Regions from separate parts of the Sus scrofa genome. Here region 2 is linked to region 1. Evidence: chromatin contacts called from public targeted proximity ligation data. All regions are on one chromosome and are shown on one strand. The core of a region is the stretch at or near the end of the contact, and the rest is flanking DNA. Distances in the headings are between cores, read along the strand shown. Region 1 holds the start of LAG3 (lymphocyte activating 3). Region 2 holds the start of IFFO1 (intermediate filament family orphan 1).

What was found.
Region 2: a contact with region 1 is called in a targeted proximity ligation map of alveolar macrophages. A contact is called at or near these places in 2 of 47 Hi-C or Micro-C datasets (heart right ventricle and skeletal muscle) and 1 of 2 datasets of targeted methods (alveolar macrophages).

The regions. Positions count from the first base shown.
Region 1 is chr5:63,933,772-63,936,471 of Sscrofa11.1, forward strand. LAG3 (lymphocyte activating 3) reads right to left here and starts at 1,283. Exons shown (of 8, transcript NM_001105306.1): 1 at 1,226-1,283; 2 at 769-916; 3 at 89-354. The coding sequence starts at 1,283.
Region 2 is chr5:64,114,292-64,117,094 of Sscrofa11.1, forward strand. It overlaps IFFO1 (intermediate filament family orphan 1), which reads left to right and starts at 1,404. Exons shown (of 10, transcript XM_021092432.1): 1 at 1,404-2,648. The coding sequence starts at 1,876. NOP2 (NOP2 nucleolar protein) reads left to right here. Exons shown (of 16, transcript NM_001244246.1): 16 at 501-1,291. The coding sequence ends at 1,180.

The sequences.
Region 1 (2,700 bases), core at 33-2,532:
CCTCTGCCCGGCTCTTCCTGCCTCCGGGGCGGCGGGGAATGGGGCACCCTCCTCCCAGCCCCGCTCCCCTCGTCCCGCCCCCACCTACCCGCTGCCTGGCCCACGCGCAGACGGAGGAGGCAGACGAGGGCGCGGTCCCGGTCCCGGAGGCTCACGGCGGCGCGGTACTCGCCGGCGTCGTCGCGTCGGGCCGGGCGCAGCCACAGCGAGAAGTCCCCGCGCTGGAGGCCGCGCTCTTCCAGCTGCACGCGGGGCTGCAGTGGCGGCCTCCCGATGCGCAGGCCTCCGGGAGCCACCCTGAGCACCGTGTAGCGGCGGGGCCCCGGGCTCTGAGGGGAGGGCGCCGCGGGGCCCCTGATCAGGAGAGAGTTGGGACTGAGAAAGCCAAGGGAGAAGCAGCCCCAGGCAAGAGGCAGTCCGACCAAGAGGCACCCTTTGAGGATGAGAAAGCCCACCCAACGGGAAGACCTCTGGCCTGCTAAGCCTCCCCCATCTCTCCCCCCCCCACCCCACCCCCGCGCGCCTCGGGTTGGGCCGGCACCATCCAGTACTGGGGAGGCAGGTGGGATGCGGGGCGTGAGGGGAGCAGTCTGCGGAGAAAGAGCGGAGGGGGCTGCAGCAAGGGCAGCAGGAAGGCTGAGACACTGCTTCAGCAGGACTGACAGCTCAGGGGAGAAAGCAGAGTGCTGACTTGGCTCTTGGATTGTCCATCTGGACGCCTTTACTGCTGGATTTGGGGATGCTGTTGCCCTTGTTTGGGGTGCATACCTGTCTGGTAGATGCTGCCAAGTGACTTGTCCTGTTCGCAGAAGGCTGAGATCCTGGAGGGGGATTGTGGGGCTGCAGGGGAGCTGGGCAGGAGCCCCCTCCTGGGCCCACACCACCGGGACCTCTGCCCTTGGGTCTGGAGCCTCCACTGGGGAGGAAAAGAGAGGCCAAGGGGAGGGGCCATGAGCCAAGAGACTTCAAAGTAAAGAAGGAGCCTCAGCTGCTACCCAAGGGAGAAGAAACAGGGCCGAGGAAGACCTTGGGTTTCTGCCCCTTCCTGGCCAAGGGGGAGACGGGAGGGAGGCTTTGGGGGCTGGAGGACTGCCCCAAGAAAGGCATTGTTAGATCCACCCAGTCTAAGGACCTTGGCATCCCTGTGGTCATCCCTGCTGACCCCACCCCCACCCCCGCTGTGGGTCCGAAGGTCAGCCTTCCCAGAGGGTCGTCCCCACCTTACCTGCAGCCGCGCAGAGCAGTTGCAGAAGCAGCCAGATGAGGAAGTGAGCCTCCCCCATCTCCCCTGAGGCCTGGACCACACAGCCCTCCAAAGGGAAGAGGTCAGACAGTGGAGAAGGACTAACAGACAAAAGAGAGAGGTTCTGCAGAGAGGGAGTGGGTGGAAGAGACTCCAGAAAAAGAGGGATGGAGGCCTGGGGAGAGAGGGAGGAACCAATGAATCTAGAGGAAAGCTGGCCGGATCAGGCAGCAGGAAGGTGGGCTCAGGATGGGCTGGGGGGGGTCCTCAGGGATGGGGCAGGGTGCTGGCAGAGAGCAGAGTGGAGACAAGGTGGCTGTCTCGAGCTGGAGGCCGTTCTGCTGCTCCCAGGGCCGCGGCCCCTGTCCTTCTGCCTTCCCTCCACCTTCCCCACTTCCCCTCCCCGTTGCCCCCCCCAACACCCCAGGGCTCACGGTTTCGCTTCGCAGTGGAAAGTCTGAGGGGGCTGATTCCCAGCAGCGTTACCCTCCACCCCTGTGGTGGCGCTCCCCTTGTTTATTTCCTCAGCCCTGGGTGTCCCCACCGCCCCCTTCTCCCTTCCCCCACCCTCCTTTCCAGGGGACGGTCTGCCCTTCTCACTAAACCGTTTCTGCCTCAAACTACCCACCTGCCCATCTCTGAGCTGCCTGGGGGGGGGGTGTGTATTCACGTGTTCTTGGCCAGCCCTTTCCTGGGTACTCACCACCTCCCTCATTCCCTGAAATCTCCAGAATTTCTTTGCCCCACTCCACCTCCCTCCCCCCCCCAGCCAATGACTCCTAGAAATGTTACTGTGCCCTAAAAGATGGTAGGTCTGAAGAAGCGCACCCCAAACACAGGGAAAATAGCTACATTGTATGGCTGTACTGCCTTCACTATGTGCTGTGTGTTATAGTGGACACTTTACACACCTTAAAGTCATGAAATCTAAGATTATCCCCCATTGTATAGATGAGAAAACCAAGGCAGCTTCAGAGCTGAAACAATTTGCCAAGGTCACTTAGGGTGGGTGAAGACAAAAGCTAGCCAGTGTGTGTGTGTACTCTGGACCCTGAGTGAGCTGAGTGAGTCATGGGTGTCTTCTCATCTTTTTTTTTTTTTTTTTGTCTTTTTTTGTCTTTTTAGGGCCCCACTTGAGGCACATGGGGGTTCCCAGGCTAGGCGTCAAATCAGAGCTGTAGCCACTGGCCTTCACCACAGCCACACGGGATCCCAGCCGCGTCTGTGACCTACACCACAGCTCAGGGCAACGCCAGATCCTTAACCCACTGAGGAAGGGATTAAACCTGCATCCTCATGGATGCTAGTCAGATTCTTTTCCAGAGCCACAATGGGAGCTCCAGGTGTCTGCTCATCTTTAGGGATGAATGGTATCTACAACGCACACACACCCCTCTCCAGCTCAGACCTCTGCAAAATCAGCGGGCTCTCCCAATCCAGAGTTTCTGAACTGAGAA
Region 2 (2,803 bases), core at 154-2,653, 180 kb after region 1:
TGTATTTAAATACCTGTTTAATATATGTCAGTCTTCATTTATGAAGACTAGCTTGTTTCTAGTTGCTCTGTGTGCAGCTCATCAAAATCTGCATTTCCAAAAGATTTTTGCATTTCCATCAAAAATCTTTCCTGATTAAAAGAAAGGCCCACCCAATGCTTGAGGTTTATTCAGGATTCACCTCTCCTTAGAGTGTCTCGTTACCTGCTGGCCTCAAGGGGGTACAGCCTCCTCTAAAAACCTTTTGGACCAAGGATGGGTAGTGATCCCTTCTCTTTAATATCGGGTTCAAATTCGACTTGAGTATAGGTGAGGTTAAGTAATCTGAATCTTAAGTAATCTACTTTTAGATACCTCCCAATTGTGCGGAACACTTGGCCAAGAGATAGTACCCGGGCAGTTTCCTTATTGTACTTCCTCTGCTTATCTCCACCACTGATGATCAAGGCTCAGTGATGAGGCCTGTTTTCTGAAACCATTCTATTTAATTTTAACCCCAGGAAATTCTGCAACATCAACCCCTACAAACCCAGACTTGCCCAGCCCGAAAGGGGAGGTGACTCCCAAGCCTGAGCGCAGCAGCCAGCCTGCCAAGAAGGCCAGAGTGGCTGTGCAAGCAAAGCAGCGGCTGCAGAAACGGCAACTTCCCAAGAAGGCTTCTTTCCAAAAGCAGAATGGCGTCTCCAAAGGGACAGGCTCAGAATTGTCCACTGTGTCTTCTGTCACAAAGGTCCAACCTTCCTCCAAGCTCCAGGATAGCAAGCAGCCAGCTGAGAAAGCAGTAGTGGTCAGGGAACCAAAGGTGGCTGGGAGACTAAAACAGTCACCCAAACTGCAGTCCTCCAAGAAAGTTGCCTTCCCAAAGCAGTGTGTTCCTCCCAAGGGCATGGACCCAGAAATCCCTCCTGTGCCATCCCTCTCCAAGACCCAGGATGCTTTCAAGCCTGAGGACTGCAATCAGCCCCTTGGAAACACCACCACAGGGGCTGAGAAGGTAAAGCAGCAGTTACCAGAGCAATCTTTCAAGAAAACTGCCTTCCAGAAACAGAATGGCACCCCCAAGGGACCTAAGACTCCCACCATGTCCCCTCGCAGTTCTAGCAGGCCCCCACCAGCGAAGAGGAGAAAATCGCAGTCCAGAGGCAGCAGCCAACCACTGCCGTCTTCAGTGGATGGTTGAACTAGACTGGGGTGGTTCATTGCCATTGTTACTAGGTTGGAGCTCTTACCTCCGTGAGGATGGCTTTCCCACCGTGGATGTGAAATTTAATACACAATTTGCAATCTTGCCATTGTGGTTTTTTTGCTGGTTTTTTTTTTGTTTGTTTGTTTTTTGAGGGTACTGGATGTTGGCTTTGCTGCTTTAAGGGTAGGGGTGGGAGGGTGGGATAGGGATCCTCTAAAGAGGGGATCGTGTGGTATACTGAGAAATCAAGTCAATTCCAGGCACCTGGGATCCTTTGACTTCCCCAGGGACCCAGGAGAAGGCGAGGCAGAGCCCGGGTGTTCAGACTGGAGCGAGGAGGGCAATAGGGGTGTAGGGAAGATGGATTTCGCGCTACTACAACCATGGAGTAGTGGAGGATCTGGGTTTGATGACACTCTGCCATCCTGGCTGGATTCCGGGCACAAGCAAGCGGTCCGCTCAGACCAGGGCTCAGCCTCAGACCCGGAAAGGTCGGTCCAGGTGCCAGCTTCTCAGCGAGCCTTTCATTGGCTTTCTTCCTGCCCTCCTCCTCTCCGCTGACCTCTGCCCCCTCGGTCGAGCTGTCTGATTGGCTGCCACACGTCCCCCTGGCGCCTCATTGGCTCTTCTCCCTCACCCTCCATCCCTGTTCCTGCACTAGTCTCCATCTCCCAGCAGAAGGCGCAGCCATGAATCCGTTATTCGGCCCCAATCTCTTCCTCCTCCAGCAGGAGCAGCAGGGCCTGGCCGGGCCGCTGGGGGACCCCCTGGGAGGTGACCACTTGGCCGGAGGCGGGGACTTGCCTCCGGCGCCGCTAGCCCCGGCCGGCCCGGCTCCCTATTCGCCCCCCGGGCCGGGCCCGGCGCCCCCCGCCGCCATGGCGCTCCGCAACGACTTGGGCTCCAACATCAACGTGCTCAAGACCCTGAACCTCCGCTTCCGCTGCTTCCTGGCCAAGGTGCACGAGTTGGAGCGCCGCAACCGGCTGCTGGAGAAGCAGCTGCAGCAGGCGCTGGAGGAGGGTAAGCAGGGCCGGCGGGGCCTGGCTCGCCGCGACCAGGCCGTGCAGACCGGTTTCATCAGCCCCGTCCGGCCCCTGGGGCTGCCCCTGGGCTCCCGGCCGGCCGCAGTCTGCACCCCGTCGGCGCGGGTGCTGGGGTCGCCCGCGCGCTCTCCGGCCGGCCCCCTCGCGCCCTCCGCGGCCTGCCACCCAGCGCCCTCCACCTCCGCCTCCACCGCCTACTCCTCGTCGGCCCGCTTCATGCCCGGCACCATCTGGTCCTTCTCTCACGCCCGCCGGCTCGGGCCGGGACTGGAGCCCACGCTGGTGCAAGGGCCTGGCCTGTCGTGGGTGCACCCCGACGGGGTGGGCGTCCAGATCGACACCATCACCCCCGAGATCCGCGCGCTCTACAACGTGCTGGCCAAAGTGAAGCGGGAGCGGGACGAGTACAAGCGGAGGTAGGGACCGGGAAGGTGGGGACGGCGCACACCGTCAGGCCACACTCGGGCCGGCCGGGGCTAGCTGTGCCTCCGGGAGCCGATGGGGCCCAAGAATCAGGGAGGAGTCAATAAGAGTAAAAAAGTTCCTGCTGTGCAAGGAGGAGCTTGGAAGT